Regions from separate parts of the Zea mays genome. Here regions 2 and 3 are each linked to region 1. The links are chromatin contacts, called in public Hi-C maps. All regions are on one chromosome and are shown on one strand. Each heading gives the region's core, a stretch centred on a gene start, on an enhancer-like site or on the middle of the called end of the contact. The rest is flanking DNA. Distances are from core to core; before and after follow the strand shown. Region 1 holds the start of LOC100283546 (proteasome subunit alpha type 5). Region 2 holds the start of LOC100285683 (appr-1-p processing enzyme family protein). Region 3 holds the start of LOC100277440.

Region 1 (4,640 bases), core at 1,594-4,093:
AAGGCATGGCATTACATCTCGGATGAAATTGATACAGTAATAAACTAAGAGCAACTCCAACAAGTATCAAAAATATAACTCCCAAAACGTAAAAATTGGGATCTCCTTAAAAGTATTATATCCAAAAATAAAGGTAACACTACAATATTTTTCCTAAAAACCTTTTGAATGTTTCATTATGTGTCTGCGTCTTTGCTTCTGATCGAGCTCTGATCCGGACAGTACGGAGGGCTACAGCTATACTCCAAGAGCAGCTGCAGCAGCAGGAAGAGGCCATGCAGCCGCCACCGTAGTACTGCAACTACGCCAAGAATTGGTACACCTTCAAATCCGTAGAGGCATCAAGAAATGCCAAAGTGCTTTGAACAAAGGCATTGGCTGGCAAGCATGCCGCCACCGTTAGCAGAAAAGGCAGGAAAAATGAAGTAGATCAACCAACAAATCACAGAGCACGACACACAGATTTACGTGGAAAACCCTTCAATGAGAAGGGAAAAACCACAGACACCAGCCATGCGAAACCTTCACTATATGTGGAGTGTTTATAGAACGCCGTCCGTAGACCGCGGGGGCTCCGGCCCCCGCACCCCCTGGCGTGCTGGGCTGCTGGCCGATGGGCCAGTTGGCGTTGCTACGCTCTCCAACACAGCCTCCATATGAAGATTGAAGAATTTGGATCTCAAACTCAACAGCCACCACTCTGCTGCGCTTTGACAAAGCGAAAGGCCACTGCCCTACCACGTGTAAAGCCTACGGGTGGACGGACGCAGGTGGACATGCAGCAGAGGCGCGAATACAAAGCATAGCGCGGGAAAAGAAAACTCGTATGGATTGGGAGCAATCACATCGGCGGAAATATGCGCAGGGAGAAGCCCAGTTTACGTGTGCGAAGCAATTGGGTGCCGGTCTAGGGAGCTATTGGAGCTCTGTTTTCTTTTTCTTTTTTTCCTATTATATGGTTTAGGAATTGGATATTGAGACTTGTTGGAGTTGCTCTAACAAGACACACAACCATAAAACATTACAAATCACAAACCTAAATTAGTAAGAACAAGTGAGACATCTCCAGAGTTGAGACTTCATCATATAACACTCTCCATTCATAAATCCAAGTAATTTGTTAATCCTAAGAAACCCACCTACTCCCTTTCAGCTTCTGCACTCACACAGCTGTCAAACCCCCAAATCTAGCCCCGTCCCGACACAAAAAAAAACATATACTTCTGATGACACACAGTGAACCCGCACACAGCCAGTCGGCATCTTGGCACCCTCGCTGCTCAGATTCAATCCAGCACCTCGCCCTCTACCTACAAGTGTTCACCTAAACAGCATTTAAACAGTAAACAACGGACACCTATTCAGTTTAGGCCAATAGGCCATAAATGGCCATGCAAACGGTCTAGGATATTTCAGAGATTGAAGAAGTGAAATGAACATGGATGCCCCTATTTAGGGGTTGTTTGATTATTAAAGGGCTGTGGAGGAGGGTTGATTTATACATGCCCCCACTGCCTGCCTAAGTGCCACGATGACATGTTTTGTGGGACAAATTCGAATCCTAGAATGCCAGGGACAAGGGTAGTATCAGCTATGTCCATCATTTGTCTTTTTATGTCACTATTTATAATTCTCTAGTTGCTAGAATACTTATCTTTACATTTTTATTATTGACACCATGCAAAATCGATGTTTAAAGGCTAACCAATGGGTGAGGTCCTTGTTGGGGGTGAGCCTCTGCCGAAGGTCCACAAAACTAACCAGTTTTAATGATATAATGATTCGTTTCAGGGATAACCAGTCATCTTTGTCACCAAAGCAGATGAAAGCTTCGACAATATTATTTAGCCAAAGCACTCTCTAGTGCGTGGAACAAGCAACAGGGAGACGAAGGAGGAATTGAGCAGCATGCACGTCACGGTTACAAGAGGAAATGACGGAGATACCCTTAGTGGATTTCGTAATTTGTATGTATAGGGTTTAAGGACATGATTGTAGTTTTAAACGAGGCTATGCGTCAGGTTGCCACTATAAGTCTATAAATAGAGGTACAGTGTTATGCATTGGAGGAGAGAGCATTCTTTGCAGGATCACTCAGCCTCTGAAGATAAATAACGTTTGTACCTTCGAATTGTCGACTGAGTTTCAAAAGGTATCTCTGTAACCATTTGCAACTATGGAAAAATAAATAAAAGGTGTCTCAGATGTGTTAAGCTCATCAAGCATTCACAAATGTCCTTCTTCCTTTAATCTATCTCTCCATAAGGGGGTAGACTGAAGGAAGGAAGGCCTTATTACTTTAATTGTGTTGCCCTGTTTTGGTTCTCTACATGAATGTAAACATGTGACCAACAGTCCTGTTTAGCATTTAGGCTGACACTAGCTACGACCCCCAAACAGAGACGCAAGAGAAATCTCACCTTGATGGCCTCGATGGCGTACTCGACCTGGAACAGCCGCCCCTCCGGAGAGAAGGTGTTCACCCCGCGGTCGTACTCCGTCCTGCAAGAACTCGCACGCAGAGAAATCTCAGCCGCATCAGACACCAGATGCGCCGCCGACTGAACGAATCGAGGTAGGGTTTAGAGAAACGAAAAGCAGAACACCAGATGGATCGGGTACCTCGTGAGAAACATCCTGTCGGAAACAGCGGCAGATGCAGGATGGAGAAAGGACTCGGCGTCGGCGCGGCGGCGCCTCCCTCACTCACTCTCTCTCTCTCTCTCTCTCTCTCTCTCTCTCTCTCTCTCTCTCTCTCTCTCTCTCGCTCTCTCTCTCTCTCTCTCTCTCTCTCTCTCTCGCAGCCTCGCTTTTGATGGGTTCTGTTCTGAGCTTCTTGCGAACGAAGTTGAAAGAGAGACGTGATGACGGCGAGATGTTAACGGAGACGGCGCATCGTGAAGATTTCAGGCGGGTCCCACGTGCCCCGCAGACGGTCCTAGGCTCCTAGCTGCAGAGAGGAGTTGGGCCGTGACAGAACATGGAAAGCGCGGGTGGGCCGAGCAGGTGGACCGCAGACCATGCCGTCCCTCGTCCGAGTCTTCGAGATCACTGAACTAGGAATCTAGGATCACACGGTCACATTTTAAAAACTACGAGTTTATGTATGGGTTTATTACCGTAGGGAGTATGCGAGTTTGATTCTCAACTCAAAGTTTTTTTTTCTCGCAGGTATAAAAAGTGTATCCGTGTCCGCTAACCCGTTTACCCATATATATTTTTTATGTGTGTATATTATATACAATGCGGGTACACATATATTGTACATAATCTTCTACTAGATGTGTGCCCATGCGTTGCAACGGGAACATATAATATCATTATAACTTATATATAAATGTGTTACATTGTTATGAGAAGATTTTGTAATCCATTGGTGATCCTGCCTATACATATAAATTTTGTTATTTCAATCTACCTGTTTCACAACTACATTGCAACCATCAATATCATGTAGACCTATATATATTATAGTTAGGTGTCTGTGCGTTGCGACGACTCACAAATCTATTACTACTCTATAAGACCCTATTGTAGGCGTTCACAAGTGCACCGTGGTTCTGCCCGTCCTCCCCCTCGTGCAATCCCACGAATCATCGCCACTCTCGTTAAAGATGAGGGAGCCCTGCACATCGCCACTCTCGTTAATGAGCCTTACAATAGCCTCATATAACAGTATGCCAACAAGTAGCCATATAAGCCGAATGGAGACCAAGGCACCAAGAATCTCAATCCAGAAGAACCCATATGACTGTTGCGGTGTTGCTTCCCATCCAGCAGCGCAGAGAGAGAATTACAATAATGGCAAATTCTGCCACATCAGAAAGAAGGTGTGCCGCATCAGTTAAGATGGCAAGACTGTTTGCTTTGATGCCCCCCGACCACTTCCACCGTCATGAATATGATGCAAAGGATAACTGTGATTATAAGCTTCCTCATGGACATGGATCTCTCCTTGGCATCTTTCGAGGAGTTACTGGAATCAAAGAAATAACAGGCAGCACCCTTGCAAAATTTGTTCCCTGCTGCAACAGAAGCTGATGCTGAGATGTCCATTTTCACTTCAGCAATCTGAGAATGTAATGGATTATGGTTTTCCATCTGAAACTAAGATAAAAAAAATAAAATTAATACACATCAACAAAGACGATGATAGATGCATAGCTGAAATGTCAGTCTAAGAAAATTTGTTATATGCATTTCAATTCTTGCTACAGCTGGTGTGGAAATTGAAGGGGCAGACAATCTATTTGTGCCACTAAAAGAGCAAAACTGTAAGAAGAGTAGCACTGTCATTAGGGGTGGATAACGAGCCAGCTCGGCTCGGCTCGTCCGAGTTCGAGCTGGCTCATTAAGCTAACGAGCCAGCTCGGCTCGGCTCGTTAAGGTAACGAGCCACAGAGTCAGCTCGGCTCGGCTCGTTTACGAGCTCGAGCTGGCTCGTTTAGCTCGCGAGCCAGAGCAGAAAAAAATTAATATATACATAATAATTATTTTTAGTTAATTTTAAACTAATTTAACAATAGAAATTAGTAATTATACTCATAGTTTCACAAACCACGTCAATGTAACACCAAATTAGCACAATTCATCACTCATTAATTCACAATTCACATACATGTTCATCAGTTTAACCCATA
Region 2 (4,640 bases), core at 973-3,472, 250 kb after region 1:
CATCTGTAGTAAAAATGAACAAGAGCAAAAGCAGATCAGTGAACTCACTTATTGCCACATGAGCAGCTGGTTCACGAGGATAATTCTTGGCTTCTGTGTAAATGCAGCCAGTAGCAATGCTAACCACATCAAAGGCAGAACAAATTACTTGCAAAAGTTGAAGAACATTCGATGTGAAACCTAGGATTAGAAATGGAATCTAAACAAAAGTTTGTAAGCACTTAAGGCTTGTTTGGTTGCATGGGAATTGGAGAGGATTGAGGGGCCTATAATCCCTTGTTAGTCAAAAATGAACAGCATGGGATTATATGCCCCTCAATCCCCTCCATTCCCCATGCGACCAAACAAGCCCTTAATGTTAAACTTGTAAATACCCTTTTTCATAATAAATAGGAGTACCTTTCAAGGCCATTCTCAATGAGCAGTTCTAGACAAGACCTGTAGCAGTGGCTAAGCGCATTCTCTGCAGCTGTGTGATACTTTACAGCATATTTTGGGCCCACAGTATGGATGACCTTCCTACATAACCAGATAATTAACTTTTGAGCTTAACGTTGAGCATTAAAGTTCTGATGTGATATGTTTCAAGCAAATGATTCTCAAATATCAAGGTTCAAACAAATGAATTTTATAAGTTTAAACTAGTCACCCATAGTTACCTGCAATAGGTCTTTCAGGAATAAACTTAACTACTTAAGCATATGCCAGAAGAAAATAATAGCCTTATTGTATGAAGGTCAATCCAGAAGCACATAATGGTTCATATCTTCCTCAGACAATTAGTAAGAAATAAACATGCTCTGAAATTACCATCACATCACCTAAATTAGAGGCTATAACACTATAATCACTTATTTCACTCCTATATAATCACCACAGATATACCTATAATGAAATATGCGCATCGCATATGCATGGTTCTTTTACAACCAAAAGCTAATGATCGAAGTAGGGGGAAATGACTCGCAAACTTCCCTCACTCTGTCTGCGACAAGTGTGCCTTGTGTGTTTTGTAAGCAAGACTAGATCTCATGTCAAAATTTTGGTAAAGCGAATTAATCTAGCTAACCGTGACAATTAAGATTTTCACTGGCAAGTTGTAATTTGTAACTTATTACAGAAGTGCCCAAAATCCATACTATTTGAAATCAGCAATATCATGACCTTTGCCTGTGGGTGGGGGGGTCCTGTATCACCTAAAGGGGCTCATGCTTATTCAGCATTACAAATTACAATTACCAGAAAACAATGTTGTTGGTGGACACTACAAAGCCATCAGTAGTATGTAATCTGATGCAACATCTAAAGCCACCAGCCACCAATCAAATAAAATGACATACCTGGCAGGCAAATCATAAGCATTTGTCATCTTAGCCATCCCAGTGCGGCAGCCACCCTGCAGAGTGCAGACCAGTCACAAACGAAAAGCCACCTTACAATCCCCATTTTAGCAGCCGAATTAGGAAGCACATCCAGCGTTAAACAGTACCAGGGTGGCGCACTCCTCGGCGAGCCCCGAACCTGCAGCAGCGTGGAGCCCAGGACTGCTATGAGCTTCGTCCAAGTTCTACACAACCTCAGAAGTAATGGCCATCAGTATCTCGATTGAAGCATTTCATAGCTTGATTGAACAACCGAGGAGAGAATCCCGACCTCGTTGGTGGAGTTGACGACGGCGTCGACCTCGAGGTTCCACGGATGGCCTCGCCAGAGGTAGATCTTCGAGTTGATCTCGTAATCGACGGGGAACCGCGACGCGCCACGGCCCCCGGCCCCCGCGGCCGCGTCGTCGCCGGTGAGCGGGTCGGAGAAGGAGAGGAAGGACGAGGCCGGGGTCTCGGATCCGGCGGCGGTGGGGGACAGCAGGGAGATGCGCTGGTCCGGGTCGCTCCAGCGCGGAACCTGGTCGAGCGTCACGGCCGGCTCAACCCCGCCGACGCCCGGCGCCATGGCCTCCACCGCCGCGGCCGTCGGGGAGGCGGATGCCGAAGCCGCCTCCGGCGAGCGGTGCTGCATGGCTATGGCCGGATCAGAACCGCGAGGGCATGGAGGACGTGTGCTGGAGGCTGGAGCGATAGAAGGAGATGCGCGCGAAGCGGGAGGAGGCGGAGGTGACCGGTGTGAGCGAAGCTCGGGGGATCGAAGCGACGGGACGGGGGAGGAGAGAGAAAGTAGATTAGATAGATGAGTACAATTAAATTTCTCAATAATTGTTCCTGTCTGCAGAAATTGTAGATTCAAGTAGCGTCTTGGTCCAAAAAATAATTTAAAATTAAAGTGACCTACACAAAAAAAAATTAAAATTAGAGGCATACGGCTCAAACATATATTAAACTACAGATAATACACTTTATTTTAGCTAAAACAAACCTATATTAAATTATAGATAATATAGTTTATCTTAGCTAAAGACTGAGAAAGATATAAGTTGAAAAGGAGACTCGACTTCTAGTCCTGTTTGGGAGCACTATCCTGTGGATGGCTTCGTGTCGTATTGGGTTTGATGTTTTCTCACGAGCCATCTGAGAGGTAACGACCTAGGTCTTGTGAGTTCGAGTAGAAAAAGTATAAGGACTTTTTTTTGCAAAATAAACGACGATAAAAATTAGAAAAAAACGTTTAATAACAGTAGGGAAGATAAGTTTCCACGGTTGCACGATTTTCATCATCATCGTGATCTTCCACATTAAAATGGACAATCCAAATGTTTCTTCACGATCCGTTTGAGCTCTTAATTAATTAATTTTAGTTTAAAATAAATAGATAGCCCAATCCTAATAGAATTTGGTCCTTAAATTTTATAGCTATAAAATTTAGGGTATGTTTGGAACCATGTAGCTGATAGTAATCTAGCTAATAAATTGTTAGCTAGATTGAGACGACTAATGAACTAAATGTTAGTTGTGAGTTAACTAACAGTTAACTGAGGTATTAACCAGAGGTGTTTCGAATTTTTATAGCTTATTTTAACAGCTAATTATTAGCTCTAGAAGTATAGGTTATATATGATCAAAATAAAACTGGGTTGTTTTGTAGGTGCCTCGTTAAAAACCTTTGGTCAAAAGAAAAAAAAGAGTACAACCAGCTCAGAAATATTTAATATTTTGTGGGCTTTGATAGACCCTATATAAATGGCCATGCCAGATCAATCTGTGTGCTCGAGTTGAGGCTCAAACACGACGCACACATTATGTTGTGTCAGTCTAGGCCCACGATTAATCTAGGTCGTGTCAGACTTAGGTCGTGCCTCCAATTTCATGCTTTTGGCCAGCCCGTTAGACACGGTCCAAATATACATGTATAGGGTTAGCCTTGTAGGATTGGGTACGTTTCGTTGAGTACATTTGTGTTTACTGATGTCGCCAGTGCTAGCTAGATTGAATAGGTGGGCTCTGTTCTGTTTTGTGTGTTCCACATTCTTGCCATCCTTAGTGGATTTTTATTATCACCCACTGAAATGGACTTGTTGGTGTGTTATCGTGTCAATGTCCCAATTTTGTAATAAATTTTAAATCCATTGTAGCCATAATCGTATAAATACACTTTCCATCACTTGAAACGGCGTTTCAAATGCCTAAACTTTCGCTAATATAATCGGTGGAAAATTTCTTTTCACCTAAAAATTATATCATTCTCATGTCTCATAAACTATTATAGTGTCCATGCGTTGTGACAGCACACATTACAATTCCCTATCTGAATCAATAACCAAAATAGGAACCAAACGATACACACCAATATATATTTTATATATGTGTATATGTTACTCCTTATACTTTTTGCATGCATAAACTATTATAGTGTCCATGCGTTGTGGCGGCGGAAATGGTGAATTCTCTCATGGGGATGTAGGACCACATCAAGCTTACGCAGGACTACACACTCAAGGGCCTATACGACACCTCCATCATCTTCTTCACCGACACCATCGCCTAGATCAACAAGTGAGCTTCATGTAATCCTTTGACCTAGGTTCCCTAGTTGCCCTATTACGTCGTGGATTCAATCACTATCAAGACACTACGACGAATTGGCGATCGCTTGGTGTGGATCTGCGGAGAGGGCGAGAGAGGGAGACGCGAGGAGGGAGTGGAGGGAATGAAGCGGGCACATGACTGGTGGGAGTGAGGAAGAAGGGTGGGCACGACGAGGGAGCTAGCTTGGGGTGGGGGTTTATAATGTGATGTTTGTCTCTAGCGAGAGATAAGGTGTATTCATATGTCAGCATCATTACCCCCTCAGTTTGTTAGGCGAGACACGAAGAAGAGGAACAAATCTACATGCTTCGTGTGTGACACGCACCGACGTGGAAACGATGGAATAGTGTGTTAGACATCCAAGAGCTAAGCAAACATGTGCATACACAAGAGCAACACATCCAAGTGATCAAAGAGTCCCAAGTGCAACAAATTGAGTAGAGAGCTAGACTTAGCCTTGTCTTGTGAGAAAAAGAGCTAGAGCACTTGTGTGAGCTGAAGTTGTGATCATAAGCTCTGGAGTTAGGCTTCCATTGAGAATGTAAGACGATCAAGAGCCTCCAAGTGTGTGGAGAGCCTTGAACTCATTGAGGAAAGAGAAAGGGGACTCAAGTTTGATCTTTATGATCACTTGAATGAGGAAAGGATTGAGAGAGACCCGAT
Region 3 (4,640 bases), core at 785-3,284, 170 kb after region 1:
GTCCAACACTTCTTAAAACAGATGGTCCCAAACAGAAACTTGGAAGAAAATGTTTTGGAGTGCAGAAATTTAGACAAAAACAGAAACTTGAAAGCAAATAGAGCCTAAATGATGCTCTCCAGTGCCGCCTCGTTGAAGCCGTTGTCCATACAAACAAATAACTACTACTGTTCGATTCATAATATCTTAAATTTATGTCATCCCTTCTTCTCATATCAGATCTGCATTTACTGTCATCATCAAATAACTACTACTGAAGAACAAGTGTTCTAATCCAAGATCAAAGCGAAACGACCATTGTTTGTTGGCAAAGCAAACCCATTAATATTTTTAATTGATATTTAAACATTTAATTAAGACACGGACTAAACTTAGGCCATCCTGTTCCCTGCAAAAAGTTCAGAAAGCGCTATCACGAAATGGCGCGTTCCAGCTGTTCCCTGCGTGTTTTTTTCTTCGCGAGCCATCCATCCTCTTGATACATGCAGAGCCCTTCGTGAAGATCCATACTAGCTACATGCAGAGCCCTGCGTGTTGGCAATAGACCCAGCAGATCGTAGCAACCATCTGTATGGGCAGACAGATCCATACTAGCTACTGTTGTGAAGATCGATAAATTGAAGATCGATAAATTGATAGAGGAATTAGAGGAGTTTGATGAGGAGGTGGAGGAGAAAGGCGTGAGTACCGGCGAGAAGTAGCCACCGAAGGGATCCACGAGACGCTGGTCAGCAGGTGAAGAAGCCACCGCCAGATCGTGTCGTAGTCGCCTTCGTCCCGTACCAGCTTCCGGAGCGCCTCCGTCTACGTCGCCATAGCTACCGGAGCGCCTCCGTCTCGAAGCCCGCTGCAGCTGCCGGAGCGCCTCCGTCTCGAAGCCCGCTGCAGATCCGTCTCGAAGCCCGCTGGAGCTGCCTCGCGCGCCGCCAACGAGAGGCGAGGGTTCTTTCCACACCGAAGGGACGAGGTCTGTATCCCGGTCGGGCTGAGGTGGAAACGGCCGGGGTGGGCTGGGGTTCACGCCCGAGCGGGTTTAAACGAACACTGCTACTAGGTGGGCCGGGATTTCATCCATGGGGGTCCAATCCAAGTGGGTTTCTTTCCAATCCAGACTGTTCCCAGCCTAAGCGAACAAGGCCTCACAGTGAACCGCCACCAAAAGATCGCAAGACAAGAGGGGAGATAAGCCTTGCTTTCCCTAGTGCCTTCGCCTCAAGCCATAGCTGTAAGTACCACGGGGGACGTCTAATCCTTTAGAAAGTATATAAATTAATAGAGGGGCGACTTAAACCAATACCTAAGGGGATGGAAGAATCGTTAAAAAAACTCACACGCGCTTTCAAGAAATCGAGCGCCCCTAGTTTTACGTTTCACGAGGCTGCAACAGGGACGAAATCATTAAGCACATCGGCAATAAATGAGCCTTCTCAGTCTCATCCATTGTATGGTATGACGAAATTTAGAGTGCATAGTTGGAGATATTGAATATATAGAGGATGGAATTTTTTAGAGGATACTATAAATAATGGAGAATATTTGGGTAAAGGATAAAATTTAGGAGGACACTGTTGGAAATAGTGAAGTTGGTCGTTTTAGCTAAAAACGACTGCAACTGTCTGTATTGCAGTTCAACCTATAGCAACGTTAGGTTAAAAAAATTCAGCCGTAGCCACAACTACACCAAAAAAGCTGAGTGTAACATTGTTGAACCTGGGTTTAGTTTCAACAAATGCTCGTATCTATATGTCTCTTAATATCTATCCCACTTTGGATTTTGGGATTCTACTTCTAGAAACTAAATACACAGTCTAAAATAAGGCTGTCCACAAAAGATCGTGTAAAATAATATATTTTTACTGTAAATTACACTATTTATAGAGTGAATTTTAAAATAAGAGATGAGATATGATAACTGTTGAAGACAGCCTAATATCAGATACACGTGGTAGTCCAAGATGTGATGATACGGGCAACCAATTAGACGGTTAGTCACAGAGGATCCTACTAGTGCACGTGTCGCTAGTGGCCCACCTCACTCGCACGCAGGCTGTGCGGCACACGGACAGTGCGCGGTGGCCGTGCACCCAGCCACCCACCAGGGCACCAGGCCATCGTGACGAGCCGCGCGCTAGGCGCACGAGCGCGAACACGAACACGAACACCATAACGCGGCGGCCATGGTGGGCGGCGGCGGCGACCCAAGGCCGGAGGACGAGCCCTTCTCCGACGGAGACGCCACGGAGTCGGACACCGACGAGTCTCCTCCGCAGGGGATTAGTGCTCGCCGCCCCGGCGCCACCACTAACCCGATCCTGACTCGCCTCGCGGTGTCGCGGAACCCGAGCCCGCTGGCCGCGGCCACCGCGGCCCCCGGGGTGTGCCTCCTCCGCTTCGCCTGGGAGTCCGCCGCGGGATCCCTCGTCGGCGCCGTTGTCGGATACGGTAAACCCACGCGCTTGTCGTCTGCACTCTTTGCTTGCCCCGTTTGAATGGAATCTCGCGCTAGGGTTTATAGATCAGGGATCGCGAGGTAGTTTGTGGTCGTGGCGCCATTTCGAGGCCTCATGTACGTACCTAGAAGAATGAGGATTTTGGTGTGGATTTGGTTACGTTTCCCCGACTCTAGGCCCCCGAATGGAGTTGGCAGTGTTGTTTATTATGGACATTGTTCACCCTGCGGGTAGACAGATAGATATTTGTGCTGTGGTGCTCTTTAGTTTACAATTCTGCTTAGGATTGCTTACATTTATCTACAGTTCACCTTTTAGATTTTTCTCTTGTTAGATTAATGCTATGCTGTCAGAGTTTCTAGAGATTTTAGAGGAGATTTGACTCCAGCGGGACACTTTAAAGGTCCGTTTGGTTGGGGAGCAAGGTGGAATGGAGCCGCTCTATTTTAGTGAACGGAGCGGGATGGAGCGGAGCGATTCTAAATCGGGAATATTTTCATCAGATTCGGGACGAGCTCGCTCGAAAAGATTGGTGGAATCTCACCGTTCTACTTCTCCCTCTCTCTTTACAGTGGGCCCAACCAGAAAATGGAACGATTCCAATCCACTCTTAGAATGTGGAATGGAGCCGCTCCACTCTCGAAATCTGGAATGGACGGCTTCGCTCCCGTGGCTCCCAACCAAACGGACCCTAAGTTACACCCATGCCAGCACATGCCTCTTGAACTCTTTTGGCTAACCATGTGAAATTTAACCATTTGGTTTTAGTGAATGTGTAAATTTACTTGGAAATGCAGGGTAAAAAATCATCCTCTGTTTTTATTCACTTGATCTAGTTCCTGAGTCCTGACCATGTAACTGTACAGTGGTTTACTGTTGGTTGTATTCACAAATCAGGTAAGGACTACAAATAAATGTATTAATGTAATATCAACTCTGTAAATGAAGAAATACTGTTCCAGAGTCAGTTTTTCCCTTACTGGAAGATATTACTTAACTGCTGATCTGCTCTCTTGGGCAGAGACTTTGAGCGTTGCATGGGCGTTTGTGCTATCTGAAAGAGTGAAGAATCCCAAAATACAGACAATCTGTATTCAATATGTTTTCAACTTATTGTATGTGCATAATTCATAATTGAACACTTAGTTGGTGGGTTCCTTCTAGCACAGGTTTCATATGCTAGATCTATTTTTGAATGAAAGAATGTCTGTAAGTGTGTTTTAGGTGCTGCTTTGTCATTCTACCTGCCCTACATGGTGGAGAATTAGCTGTGTCTGCGAGAATGGGTCTCCTTGCAGCCCTAAGCAATTGGGGGTGGAGGGCCTACGCTAATGATCAGGTTGGATAAATATGAATCATAAACATGAATTAAGGCTTCATATGGCTATGTCCAGCAGCGTGAGGATTCAGTTGTGGATGTGTATTGCAGGCCAGATTTCCATGATATCACCATCTATCTACAGCATACACCATAATTCATGCCAATCAGACAATATCTTTTGTTCGTATCTTAGCCTGCATCACCACAACACAGAGCTAATCGAACAAAACCTTGATTTGTATTCTCTTGTCTAAACCAATTTGGACACTTTTGAGTTTTTATTGGAAAAAGTCCAAATTACTTCCCACCTGTGGATAAAAGTTCATATAGCCCCCTAAAGTATTTTTTTGGTTTATTTTATCCCTTCACTTCTTTGAGTTGGTTCAGTTTACCCTTTAACAAAATTTGTCCTTTTCATTTCTCCATGTACAAGTTGAAATTCAAATTCATATTTTCTGAGGTCATTGAGGACATCATAACTTATGTTAGAAAAAAAATTGTTAAGATTTTTTTTATCATTATTTTATATTTTTTTCGGTACCATTAAAGTTATTATCTTATCTAATCCCTAACCTATCAAAATAATTATAAACAATAATAATATTTTTTAGGTTAAATTATGGTATTATCTACTAGCCAACAAAATTCGAACCGAAAACTCAGTTTGTACATAAAGAAATAAAAAAAATCAAAGTTTGTTAAGGGGTAAAGTGAACCAACTCAAAGGAGTGGAGGGGTAAAATAAACAAAAAAAATACTTTAGGGTTATGTGAACATTGTCCATAGGTGAGGGGAGTAATTTGGACTTTTTTATTTTTTTTATCTGAGTCACCAGCTCACAGCTTACTAATAGAATTTTAAAGGCAGTT

The links. Hi-C and Micro-C count contacts between places; a contact is called where the count stands out from the background.
Region 2: a Hi-C map of leaf shows a contact between it and region 1, with 4 times the contacts expected there. The contact joins the promoter of LOC100285683 here to the promoter of LOC100283546 in region 1. A contact is called at or near these places in 2 of 25 Hi-C or Micro-C datasets (ear and leaf).
Region 3: a contact with region 1 is called in a Hi-C map of leaf, with 6 times the contacts expected there. The contact joins the promoter of LOC100277440 here to the promoter of LOC100283546 in region 1. A contact is called at or near these places in 6 of 25 Hi-C or Micro-C datasets (bundle sheath, ear, endosperm and 2 more).

Annotation. Positions count from the first base shown.
Region 1 is chr1:11,082,586-11,087,225 of Zm-B73-REFERENCE-NAM-5.0, forward strand. It overlaps LOC100283546 (proteasome subunit alpha type 5), which reads right to left and starts at 2,844. Exons shown (of 9, transcript NM_001156446.1): 1 at 2,623-2,844; 2 at 2,421-2,502. The coding sequence starts at 2,636.
Region 2 is chr1:11,331,806-11,336,445 of Zm-B73-REFERENCE-NAM-5.0, forward strand. LOC100285683 (appr-1-p processing enzyme family protein) reads right to left here and starts at 2,223. Exons shown (of 14, transcript NM_001158574.2): 1 at 1,654-2,223; 2 at 1,490-1,567; 3 at 1,341-1,396; 4 at 400-519; 5 at 49-119. The coding sequence starts at 2,016.
Region 3 is chr1:11,252,045-11,256,684 of Zm-B73-REFERENCE-NAM-5.0, forward strand. LOC100277440 reads left to right here and starts at 2,035. Exons shown (of 5, transcript NM_001367325.1): 1 at 2,035-2,442. The coding sequence starts at 2,178. It overlaps LOC103631732, which reads right to left and starts at 2,165. Exons shown (of 4, transcript XM_020540804.1): 1 at 2,037-2,165. The coding sequence starts at 2,165.